Regions from separate parts of the Mus musculus genome. Here regions 2, 3 and 4 are each linked to region 1. The links are chromatin contacts, called in public HiCAR-type, HiChIP or PLAC-seq and promoter capture Hi-C maps. All regions are on one chromosome and are shown on one strand. The core of a region is the stretch at or near the end of the contact, and the rest is flanking DNA. Distances in the headings are between cores, read along the strand shown.

Region 1 (3,055 bases), core at 474-2,973:
ACTTGTTCCCTAACATCGAGGATAGTAAGTGGAGTCCTGTGCTTGGCTTGTGTTTCTCTGCTGTGCACACCTCTCCCGGATGGCACACGTAGAGGGCCCGTTTTGTGCAGCTGACACATCTCCGAGGCGTCTAACACTGAGCTGCCTCATACACGTGTGCACACACCCATGTCCTCTGCTCTTGTACACCCTGCATCTCCCCCACATCTCTAGCGTGACACACCCAGTTATTCTACACAGAGCTCTCTGTCTTATACACATCTACACAGTTTTGGGTGTCACACAACTCCAAGCTCCAGGGTGTTTTAAGCATATGTCCCCAGTCGCTTGGAACTCCATTTTTCCCCCCGATTTCCTTGGGAACACACCCTCCATGGGTTTCACTGAACCACAAGCCCCAGCTCTCCCTTTTCATCCCCCCATCCCCCCCAGTTACACACCCCCCTCTGATGTCACTATTGCACACCTCCATGTGTCACACCCAGCCTCTCTAGAGTCACACCTACACCCTTTTCCATGTCACATCCTAGCACCAGCTTCTACTGGTCCCACTCCACCCTATACACAGCGGTATCCCCCACACAGAACCCCTTTTCCCGGTCCACGAATGTTCTCACGGTTCACACCCAGAGTCCATCCTTTCTGCCTCCCTACACACCCCCCTGCATGTTACACACCCCCTCTCACTGGTGTGTCACAGGACAAGAGCCCCCTCCGGGCTGGTAAGCACCTTCCCTTGGAGGACCTCACATCCGGCTCTCTTTTACACACATACTCACACACCCCTACCCCGTCACATCCATGGTCCCTTAATGTCACATATCCAGGCCCTACACGACCCACCACGGATACACACCTGTCCTAGCCTTCCATCTCTTTCCCCTCCAGTTTTACACACCCACCCTTTCTTCCATGTCACCCAACACACCCACCCAGTCTGTCTCCATGCACGGTCCTGCATACTGTCCACACCCGCCCCTTTCCGGGACAACCCTTGTTCAGGACATCCCCAGGGAGTGAGGCTCAGAAGCTCTCGGTCCACAGGCCTGACTCTACTCCTTCCCCTCCCCCAACCGGGACACGCAAGCCCGAGGGAACACCCCTGCCCCGAAAGGGTCACATCACACACCCCTCAAGGACACACTGGCCCAGAAGGGACCCACGCCCCTCATCCTTGGTTCCCTCATACACCACAAGGACACTTACCACCCCCTCCCCCCCAGCCCCTTTCGTCGCAGACAAAGCTCTCAGCCCCCGGGGCCTCGGCGACAAGAGAAAGGGGTCCGTCCGGGTCCCCATCTCCTCGCGGAGGGGTGCCCCTCCCCTCCCTGAAGCACTTGCACCTGCCAGCCAGGGATGGGGGGGGATGATGGAGGACGGCGATGCCCCCTTCGGCGCGCGATCCCCCCCCACGCCCCACGCCGCGGTCCCTCAGCTTTGCCTCACCTCCCGTGTTGCTGCGCTTGGTGCAGACCACCTCGGGGGGCGTCTCGAGGGGTCTCTTGCGGGAATCCGGGGCCTCGGGCTCCATGGGGGGGGCCTGGGGCGGCGGCTGCTGCTGCTGCGGCGGCTGCGGCGGCGGCGGCGGCTGCTGTGGCGGCGGCGACGGCTGCTGGGGAGGCTGGGGCTGCGGCGGCGGCGGCGGCGGCGGGGGCGGCGGCGGCTGCGGGGCCGCGGAGGCCGTGAAGAGGCCGTGCACCGCGCCGGCGGCCATCATCCTCATGGTGGGGGGGCGGAGGAGGGGGAGGGGAGGGAGGGGGAGGGGAGGGGGCGGCGAGGAAGGGGGAGGGGAGCGGCGGGGAGGGAAGCGGGAGGGGGCTGGGGGGGGGAAGCGCTGACAGAGCTGGAGGACGGAGGGGAGCAGGGTGGAGAGGGTATGGGGGGTGGTCTGGGATGGAGAACTGAGGGGTGGGGTCCTGGTCTCTCAAAGATCACCGAAGCCGGTCACTGAGCCAGTGGGGTGCAGAGGTGTAGACAGGACACCCTCTCTGTACCCTTTCTTGAGGGCTCCCCACAGATGCGAGGGGCCGAGCCCCCCTCCCAAGGCCCTGCTCAGGGCGGGGGGCCGGAGATAAGAAGCGGAGGCGGTCGCTAGTGGGGGCCCGGGGGGCGGCGGGCGAGGGCAGCAGCAGAGACCGGGCTGCTGGTGGTGGTTGCTGGCCCGAGCATCTTCTCAGCTAGGCTCCTACAGCGTCCTGGCCCCTCCCACCCGCGCAAGGTCACGCCCATGGCAGTCAAGGCCACGCCCTTCTGCGCCCCCATTGGTCCATCCTTGAAGCCTGGGCCACGCCCATCACGCTTGGACGCTACAGACCTGACTACCCCCCCCTGCAGGGTATAATAAGGACCGCGAGGCTCCTCCACGCCTTCCTTCCTTACCCTTCACCCTTTTATTTGCGGAGGGGCGTGGCTGGACAGAGTGTAATATAGCCCAAGCTGGCTTTGAACTCACTATGTAGCTCAGGCTAGCTTTGACCTCCTGATTCTGCTGTTTCCATTCCCTGGCCCCCCAAGCGCTGGGATTAGAGGGATGTGCATGGCATCTCTAGCTACCTTTTGCTCCTAATGAGCATCACTTGTGCACTTGCCATGTGCCAGGAGTGGTTCTAAGAGATTCTTACTTGAATCCCACCGGGGAAAAACGATAGGATATACTTTTAGTATTCTGTCTTACAGATGAGGACACTGAGTCTTAGGAAGCCGAAGCAGCCAAGCTTGGCGCTCACTCATGTATCCCACTACTTGACAGTATGAGGCAGAATTGCCTTGAATCTAAGGATAAGCTGGGCTACAATGTAAGACCCTTTGTTTAAAAAAAAACAAACAACCAAATCAACAAGAAACAAAACAAACAAAAGAGAAAAGAAGAGGAAACAATGGGTAGGGGTCAAATGAGAAATGTACCTTCATGTCATCTGACTGTCAGCAAGGAAATTCCCCCTTTGGATGGTCCATCTCTCCATGAAGAGTGGACCTAAGACTGCTGTCGGGCTCCTGCGACTGAAATCAAGTTACAGCAAGTAACTGCCACAGAAGCCTGACTGGCGCTAGGTCC
Region 2 (3,217 bases), core at 639-3,138, 2.5 Mb after region 1:
TGGGGGCGTGGCTCAAAGGTAGAGCACTTGGCTAAAAAATTCCAGTGGAAGGATGGCGATGTGTAGCTCAGTGACACAGCACTTAACTAGTAGGCTGCTTTCCTTCCCGTTATAGCAATACATAAACAAACAAACAAACAAATAAAGGCAGACAAGGACTCAAATACATGAGACTTTGTAAAAGGAAGTATGTGAGACTTGGAGGAGAAATTCAATATCCAAAGGGGCTGGTCTGGGGTATAAACAAAGGTGTCCACATAAGTCAAGGCTACTTGGAAACTGTCTGGTGGACTCCTCACAATGCCGATGAAGGAGGTGTAAGAGGAGATGTAACTAGTGAGGCAAGAGAAAATGGAGGGAGTGCTCTCCTTTTCCAACTGTTAGGGTAGGAGGACTCAGAACTGGAGGAAAAGGGGGAGGGGCCCATTTCCCATAGGGATGGTCTGTACTCACCATAGGCAGCTTCCCGGCCCATGTCACTCTGCATGAAGGAGATGACCCCAATGCCGGATGACAGAAGTCCATTTCGGAACCAGGAGAGAAAAGCTGCGGGGAGTTGGGGGATGGAGCTCTGCATCAGCAAGCCCTGCTTCCTAGATCCCCTCTCACCCTATTCAGCCACAAGACAAAAGTATTCTAGATGCGGATCCCTTCCGGGAAGCCCCATGCAAGTCCCATTCCTTTACCCTTCTGTCCCAGACGTTCAAAATCTAGAGCACGAATTGAAGTTTGAGGATAGAAAGTCTTCCCAAGTCTTCCCTTGTGCATCCTGCGGTCTTCCCTCTCTCCCTCAGACCTCTGGGACAAACTTCTCCAGCCTGTCCCTTCCCCTGTGTGGTAACCGCTCCTACCTAGCATGGCCTCATCCTTGCGTCCACACCTCCCCACCACTCAAGTACCTGAGTGCTGCCAAAAGGCTGTTCCCACTACTAGCCCCATTCAACACCAGACCAGCTCCAATCTCTCAACTCATTGCCTCGTTTGAGATTCCTCCCTCTGCAGTCTAGATCACCTCTCCCTCCAATCAGCAGCCACCTTCTCTACCATTGGTTACACGCTGGTCCAATCCGGAACTTCCCCATCTTCTGCGGGTAGCCACACTCTTGTTTTATTCCAAGTGGTCCCCTCTGTCTGTAATCCTAACGGATACCCCTGTCTCAAGCAACTTGTTCCCTCCCAGCTGCCTCTGGAACGGTCTCTCACCTAGGCAGTGTGGTGCTGCCAACTACTTCTTCCTAACCGTAGCCTCCTCCCCACCCCCACTAATCCCTGCTGTACCCCTTTAGCCAGGACCCGAAAGATGGTGTCCTATGCGGCCAGGCTGCAAAATCTCCAACCCCCAACACCGGTTCCCTGCGCTCACATGAGGAAGCTGCCCCCGCTGAGCACAGGCCCTGTTCCCAGCAGATGCTTGCCTTACTCTGGCCACCCACTCCCACGTGCACATTGAAACCCCTCTCCTTGTAGCGCGAACGACCCCGGCCCCTGCCACTGACCTGTCTCATGTGCCTTGCGGAGGAGCCAAGCGTCCGCGCGATCCAGCTCGGACACTGGAGGCGGCGACGCTCCCGCGCGTGGCCCGTGGCCCGGGGCGAAGGACCCGCGCGCGCCCCCGCTGCGGGGCCGCTGAGGAGGCTGCAGAGACCCCCGGAAGCGCAGGCGGGCCAGGCGCGCGACCCGAGCCCACCACCAGCCGCCTCCCATGGCTCGCAATGGGGCCGCGACACCAGCTCCGCCCCACGGGCCTACTGTAGGCTGGAGGTCACATCACTCATGAGGAGCGACACAACCATTGGTGATCTGCCCGCAACTCTATCCCGGAACGCAATACCTATTGGTGTATCTGGCTGTGTCTCCACTTCAGTTATATGTGCCGGTAGTGTGTGACCCACCTTATTTTTATCATCAGACTACAAATCCCAGAGATCAATGTACGGCAGGCAGTTCGACCTGCAGAAGGGTGCGGCGGAATATCTGCTGGGACTTGTAGTTTCAAAAAAGTTAATGCTCTCAACAGCCAGGAAACAAAACTTGTACTAGTTGCTTAGACTAGTTGCAAAACTGTGGTGAACTCACGGAAACAACTACCAGTTACCTCACTAAAGAGGACACATAACTATTTTGTTGTATTCCTCTTCAGTTTTTCTTCTATGCAGATTTTAATAAGATGTCATTTCTGGAAATTCATTCCTGTCTTTACTTAGATTCTTTCCAAAACGTTATTACCGGTACTGGGACTCAAACTTAGTGAGAGTGGCCGAGAGAGTATTTAACAGAAGAGAGACTGCAGAGGAGAAGCAGAGGAGGGGACAGAAGCAACAGACTCAAGACCTGGCAAAGATCTTGATAGCAGCCACAGCCAAACCACGGGACACATAAGAAATGCCTAAAACAGATAGTCTCAGGAGAAGGAGATAAGAGGGAGGGGGCTAAAGATCAAAGGTGCCCCTCCCAAGCCCAGGGCAGCCCTAAAGGTGAAAGGGAACCCAACAACTTGTTTGTAGATAATAAAGTTGAACTTTCTGCCTTGCTAAAACCTGAAGGTAAAGTCTCCTCATCAGTTTATAAGTGACTTTCAGTGGCAACAGAAACAAAAGAAACAACCAAGACCTCTTAGGGGCCCTGAAAAGTTCGGACTATTGTGCCTCCTCTAAGAAGGCTTTACTTTGCTAACTACAGGTGACCTCCCTAGAGCCAGGGGACTCAGGGCCTTGGCATCAGACAATGGCCAATCTGTCACCAATTGCCAGAAGCCGACCCCCACCTTGTGTATACACCAGTGCAGCAATGGCCTCCTGGTTAAAGATGACGCCAGGGTGACTCATTACCAGCCTCTCTTCTTGAATGCCCCAGGATGACTTTTCAGCTGCCCTGCTGCCTGACCCTGACCTTGATCGGTGGGCCTCTGCATGACTGCTCAGATCATATGTGCAGAGCCACTCCGGACAGGAGTATCAACCCACAAAGCTGAACTGGTGGCAGCTCTGACCAAGGCGTTACAGCTGAGAAAAGACAAGAGACACAGATAGCCAGTGTGCCTTTGCTACTGCTGATATCTATGGGACTATTTATATAGAGAGAGGCCTTCTGGCGGCAGAAGGACAGACTAAACTCCGTCCCAGAGGGCAGTGAGACAGCCCAGTGAGTGACCCTAAAAATTGGGCTCCTCATGTCCTTGATTGCCCTAGACCCAGGAAACCTCATACTCTCTGATCAG
Region 3 (3,178 bases), core at 265-2,764, 2.3 Mb after region 1:
CAGAATATGAAAATTCATTACTGTGTTTCCACTGTAAAATTTTATGATATTGATTTTTCCTTCTTGCCTTTGTAGAGAGCCAAAAGAGACATACATACTGGCTGCCTTAACCACCTTAAAGCAGACTCCAGGAATATCACCCACAGCATGACCTTTTTGACTTCATGAAGTTCTGGCTGCTGGATTTGGTCGAGCCCATGTAATTTTATTTAGCAATGCTTACTGCGTACTCAATACGTGTAGGTCACTCCTTTACACCCCACCCTCATTTAGAGACACAGTAGTTCCCTCTTAACTCCCCTGTTGCTTTCTGATGTTTCAGTTACCGGTGGCTAGGAGGGTCACATCCACATTTCTCTTATTACAGCGTAATATATATTCATCGTTTTTCTATTGTTGTGGGTAATCCTCTGCTAAGAGTAATCCATCAGCTATTATAGATATTAATGTATAAGGGAGATCGCCCATATTTTACTGGGTTCTAGTAGTTCGAGGATTCCCACCATGAATCGTGGCCATAGGGCCTATTATACCTCATTCGATTCTCCAAGCGACCCTTTGGAGTTCAGTATTGTTATCCCACTTTACAGATGAAAAGCCTGGAAAGAAGTGCAAGGCTGGATCGGAAACACGTGCTTCCTTCAGGCATTCCACACTCTGTGAGGCGCCGGGAAAGCCTGTCTTTCACAATCCATCCTTCCGGAGGGCTCCCAGAGGAATACAGAGTTAGAGGGGAGCCCTCTTACATCACCATTCCCCCTGCAAGCACCCAAAGTGACATGTGGTTTGCTGTCATTTGCCCGATGCTGACTTGGGAGACTAGGGCTGCAATGCAGGGCCTGTCCTTCCTCTGCCCGAGACCAAGCACTGGGAGAAATCACCAGTAACTTGTATCAACGCGCCTGGCCCACAGGTTTTTCTTCAGCGCCCGGGAAAGAGCACGTGCCCCCTGTCCCCGCCCACTCTTTTGGGCTGGCCAACGGCGAGCCTGGGTTGGGCTGTGAAGGACCACGCCCCCTTCCCTCGCCCAATTGGTTCACTCGCTGGGTACGCTCCCTCCTTCACAGCCCCGCCTCGCCACCCCACGTTACGTCTGTCCCCCCAACCCCCTCCGTTATCCCGAAGCTGCGGCTCCAGGAGGCGAACCCACCTCCCTCTGCCTTCCATTGGTTAGTGAGGTCCCGCGCGAGCGGGATGGAGCCCTAAGTCCCCGCCCTCACGAGCCGGGCCAAGCCTCTCAGAGATGGCTTTCTCTTGGAGCCGGCGCGGTGTGGGGAGGGGCGGCGGGTACTGCAGCCTGGAACGCGCGACGCCGTGCGCGCCCCCCTTGCGGGCTCCTCCCTCCCTTCGGTGGCTTCGCAGGCTGCAGCCGTCTCTGCGCACGCGCACTCAGCCCACCCCGCGCCCTCCTGTGCCAGTTCGCGGGTGTCCGTCCTCGCGCTGTGTAAATCTGGCGCCGCAGCCGCTGAGGTAGCGGCGTTTTCCTCAGGCGCGCACGCGCACTCGCGCCCTCGGTGTCCGCGCGTGCCTGTCCTCCCGGCCTACGGTCCTCGCGGTGCGCTCGGCCCACAGGGCCGTTATCCACTTCCCAACCCCAGCCCCAGCATCTCTCGCCCCTCAGAAACGCACGCGCACTTGCGAGAGGGTCTCCAGTACGCGCACGGCCGCGGCGGCCGCAGGAAGGAGGCGACAACGCCGCTGCCGCCGCCGCCGCCGCCGCCGCCATTGCGCGGGAGGGAGGGAACGAGCGAGCGAGCGAGGCTGGTCCGCCCTCCCCCTGGTTCCCGCCCCTCCCCCCTTCCCCTCCCCGCCCCCCGCCCCGAGGGAGAGCCGCGGCGCGGCGGGAGGAGGAGGTGGAGGAGGCGGAGGAGGGAGCCCGCGAGGGAGGGTCCGCCCGGCCCCCCGCCGCCGGAGCCGCCACCGCCGCCTCAGCCGCCTCAGGAACGAGTCGCTAGGGGAACATGGCGCCGGGCCCGCCGTCGCTGCGGCTGGGATCGCGGAGGCCGGGGCCGCGCTGAGTGCGCCCCCGAGACTGGTAAGTGTCTCGTAGCTGGCGGAGGGGAATGTGGGGACGGGCGAGGCGCCGGGCGCCGCCCCGCTGCGGGATCCAAGGGTGGGGGGAAAGGCGGGGACCGCGGGGCCCGGAGCCCGCGAACAATGGAGGAGCCGGAGGGGGAGGGGTGGGAGCGCCCCCCCCAGCGCCCCGCGGTCCCCGCGTCCCGGCCGCTGCATGCCCGGGCCCGGCCCGCGCGGCCCGCCTTGCCCTTCCTATTCGCTAGTGTCCCCGCAGCCCTGCAATCCCGGCGTCTGCCTCCACACACGCCCCACCAAACCCGGTGAAGGATCTCGGTGTCTCTCAGCCTCCACTCGAGATACCCGACTCCCAATTCTGAGCCGTCTTCTTTCCCACTTCCTCCCCCACCCCGACCCCCAGTCATACCTACTTCGCCACCTCCTGGAGTCGGCTGTGCTCCTGGGACAGTCTACCTCCTCATTGACCCCTCAGTATCCCCTCTGACGCTCACTTTGAATATCCGTGGCCCTTCTACCTTACCTGTTTTCTGCTAGCATCACTTTTGGGAGGAAATCCCCATTCTCCTTCTTTGGCCTATTTACTGTTATTATCCCTGCGGTAGAACATCTTGCATCCCCAGGAGCTGTCCCTTTAGGACCTGCGGTTCCACCTCCGTGGAGATCCGTATTGGTCTGTTGATACAGGCACTGCTCTACTGCCCTCCCGGTCTTGGCTTTGGACATAATTCCTCCTTGTATTTGGGCCCAACTGCCCCATATTTTGCCGGGTCGCAACACTGAACCTTCTGCACCTCCTAGGATGTCCCTAAGCTCCTTCTCCTACGGTTCTCAGATTCTGATGCGCCTTGCTCGCTTCCTTCCCTTCTCAGTGCTTGCTCCCATTTTGCCATTCAGACCCTGTCCTCTTTTCCAGACCCTTCTGCCTGCCAACTCTGCCCCTGTGCAGGCGCTCTGATCTTGCATGCACTCCCCTGTGGTGCCTGGCTTTTTGCCCTCTTCTTTTTACCCCCTTTTCTGTCCCTTAGGGTGTCTCATTTTTGCCATTTCCTTTAGCAGACCTCTGCCCTAACCCTGACTACTCAGTTGTACTCTCTCTGCACCTCTATTCTCGTTGAGTTTCCTCTCTTTCCCACCTTTATTTCAA
Region 4 (2,777 bases), core at 187-2,686, 2.6 Mb after region 1:
GAGGGGCTGGCACTGAACCCGCTAGATCCCCCCCACCCCCAAAGCCCTTCATGCTCAGCGTGCCTTGTGTGCCTTTTGCTGCTCAGAAGTCACCCAGCGAGCGATCAGGCACTGGGTGGCATCCCATCCCAAAAGCTGGGTACAGCAGATGCTTGTCTTGGAGACACCCAGAGACAGCACGCGCGCGCGCGCATACACACACACACACACACACACACACACACACACACACACACGCAGCGCACACTTGGGCGAGACCCCTGCACAGCAACACAGCTCACTCAAGCGACACACAAACACAGCTCAAGTGCCCCGGTCGTCCGCACCACCACCACCAACACTACCAGGCAAGCGACAGATACAGATCCCCTTTTCACCCCTTAAGAGCACACGTATACAACTCTGGTTTGGGGGGTGGCCACCCACACCCGTAAACGGACAGGTGCACCCCACCCCGCAGACACGCGGGCAAGGACTCACGCAGACACCCCTCCGGGTGACAAACGCCAACATCTCGGTGTAGGGATACAAACTCGGGAGCCAAACACGAGCACACACACCCAGGCGAGACACCTGCAGATCCACAGCCCCGCACGCGCGGTCCCCGCCGCCCCTCCGCTGTCACAGCCCCCCCCCTCGACGCCGCCACGTGCGCCCGCCCCGCCCGCCCAGCGCGCGCGGGGCCAATAACCGGCTGTTGCTGGGGCGCAGCCCCCGCCCGCGGGAGCCACAGCCTCCGCCGCCCCCTGTCGCCGCCCCCGGCGGGCGCGCGCTCTGGGTGTGGCCGATCCTCGGTGCCACCCCCCACCCCAACCCTCCCGCAGTGGGACTCGGGGGACTCGAGCGAGCCCGGGGCCACGCTCCTCCCAGGTCTCACTAGCCACCAGGGGGCGCGGGCGAGCCCGAACCCCATTGTTTGTAAACAAACCCGCCAGACCGCTGTGGCACCTGTGCGCCCAGACAGGGCGCCCTGAGTCCCAGGTGCTTCCTTCCCGCCCGCCTGGCCCAGCCTTAGTCCCAGTGATGAAAGCTGGGGCACAAGCTGCGGGAATGCAAGGCGACCGTCCTATCGGCCCGTGCACCCCGTCACCTCCTCCAGGGAGCCCTCCGGGCCTTGCCGCTCGTAAGCAGCTTCGGGAATCGGGGTGCTCACTCACCCCGGGGGCATGAACACTCCGGAGAAAGGAGGCGATGGGGTGGCGGGCGGTTGCCTTCTGGAGGGCTCGCCCGCCGAGTGGGTTGCTATTGAGGCACCTTGCTGCTGCTCCTGCTGCTCTAACTGCAGTGACTGCTGCTGCTTCTGGAGTCTTCGTGTCCGGATCACCGCTGCTGCTGCTTGCTTGCTGGTGTCGCCGCCGCCTCCTGGGCTCCCCGCTCGCATGTGGCTCTATGCCGCGTCTCAGGCCTCCCGGCAGATCCCCGGGCCCCGCTCGCTCGGCGGCCGCCCCGCCCCGCCTCTCGCTGGCTCCCACGCCCCGCCCCCGCGTGACGCCAGGGCCCCGCCCGCGGCTGGGGACAAGTCGGGGCTTGCAGTCGGGCGCCGCGCCCCCTACCTCGGCGCGGGGGGTTTCCCGGCAGCCAGAGGGGCGGGGCGAGGCCTGGTCCAGGCAGGAGGAGCAGCGTGGGGACAGCCCAGACCTAGGGTGTCCGGACACACGCTTGACACACTGACACACTGACTGGGACCCACACCCACACCTGAGGAGTACGCTCAGACTAACGGACTGGCACGCCAGGGTGCACTGAGTCAGTGATGACTGAGCCACAGGGACACAAAGTCAGACCAGAGGCACAGATACACATCAGGACAAGGGCCTGGACACACGAGCTCACACAGACCCAGACATCCAGATTATCTTACTTACTGGCTCACTGGGTCACACACAGACAGTGACAACCCAAAACGTAGTTGCACAAACAATATTCAAACAGTCTCCGACGCACAAACCCGTGTCCCCAGATGCCTAGGGCATTCACACTACACTAAAGGCTGACCCCTTCTCAGAACAACTTCCTGGCAGGTTCAGAGGGACACACACTCCAATCCAAATAGCACTCTCAGGCTGACACCCGCAATAGCTGAAGCACAGCCACTAGACTGCACTGGCTGACCCTACAAAACATGCCAGTCACATACAGAAGAAACTGAGCCCAGACCTGTGCTCACAAAGTCACTCCTGAGACAGGTTCCTGCTAAATGGCTTGATGGCGGGTTACACTCGTGAACTTAAACACCTGGCCCGCCTGGCGTAATACCCATCTGGCACTGGACAAATGGGGAAGAGGCAGCCCTGTGCTCCTGGCACAGACATGCCCGGGCAGCCCCCTGCACCCTATTTCATCCTGTCTGTTGTTTCTGTTTCCTTTCCCTTTTCTAAAAGTCATTTATTTCCCTTCCCTTTTGAAACAGTGACCCTTCCTCCTCCCAAGCCGTAGACATCTCTCACGGCACTTGACAGACTCTCTGTCTCACCCAAACTGTCACCAAACTTACTGAGTATATTACTTACCTATGGGTGCCCAGCACTGGGCCCGCTGTGAAAGGGTGTCACACAGCCATGTGAGATAAGACACTTGTTAAAGAAATAAACATAGTCACTTACACCTGTCTTCCCAGCACTTCCAGAGGATAAAGCAGGAATGTGGTTGCAAGGTTGGAGTCTGTCTGAGTTACATAGTGAGTTCCAGGCCCCCCCCTTTTTTTTTTTTTCTTTTTTGGTTTTTCAAGACAGGGTTTCTCTGTGTAGCCCTGGATGTCCTGGAACTCAGTTTGTAGA

The links. Promoter capture Hi-C pulls out the DNA fragments that hold promoters and counts their contacts. HiCAR-type assays count read pairs that join an accessible place to other places. HiChIP or PLAC-seq counts read pairs in DNA pulled down with a chosen protein or histone mark.
Region 2: a HiCAR-type map of astrocytes shows a contact between it and region 1, with 4 times the contacts expected there. The contact joins the promoter of Tmem160 here to the promoter of Nova2 in region 1. A contact is called at or near these places in 2 of 39 promoter capture datasets (cranial neural crest and hippocampal neurons) and 2 of 115 datasets of contacts at active chromatin or transcription factors (astrocytes and stem cell-derived neural progenitor cells).
Region 3: a contact with region 1 is called in a promoter capture Hi-C map of embryonic stem cells, with 4 times the contacts expected there. The contact joins the promoter of Arhgap35 here to the promoter of Nova2 in region 1. A contact is called at or near these places in 1 of 39 promoter capture datasets (embryonic stem cells), 3 of 115 datasets of contacts at active chromatin or transcription factors (astrocytes, embryonic stem cells and extraembryonic endoderm stem cells) and 1 of 9 other capture datasets (liver).
Region 4: a contact with region 1 is called in an H3K4me3 HiChIP or PLAC-seq map of embryonic stem cells, with 10 times the contacts expected there. The contact joins the promoter of Bbc3 here to the promoter of Nova2 in region 1. A contact is called at or near these places in 2 of 39 promoter capture datasets (cranial neural crest and hippocampal neurons) and 3 of 115 datasets of contacts at active chromatin or transcription factors (embryonic forebrain and embryonic stem cells).

The regions. Positions count from the first base shown.
Region 1 is chr7:18,924,556-18,927,610 of GRCm38.p6, reverse strand. It overlaps Nova2 (NOVA alternative splicing regulator 2), which reads right to left and starts at 1,723. Exons shown (of 4, transcript NM_001029877.3): 1 at 1,447-1,723. The coding sequence starts at 1,531.
Region 2 is chr7:16,451,450-16,454,666 of GRCm38.p6, reverse strand. It overlaps Tmem160 (transmembrane protein 160), which reads right to left and starts at 1,888. Exons shown (of 3, transcript NM_026938.1): 1 at 1,497-1,888; 2 at 454-546. The coding sequence starts at 1,704.
Region 3 is chr7:16,613,329-16,616,506 of GRCm38.p6, reverse strand. Arhgap35 (Rho GTPase activating protein 35) reads left to right here and starts at 1,514. Exons shown (of 7, transcript NM_172739.4): 1 at 1,514-2,035. It overlaps Gm29443 (predicted gene 29443), which reads right to left and starts at 2,683. Exons shown (of 3, transcript NR_136928.1): 1 at 2,555-2,683.
Region 4 is chr7:16,308,242-16,311,018 of GRCm38.p6, reverse strand. It overlaps Bbc3 (BCL2 binding component 3), which reads right to left and starts at 1,436. Exons shown (of 4, transcript NM_133234.2): 1 at 1,158-1,436.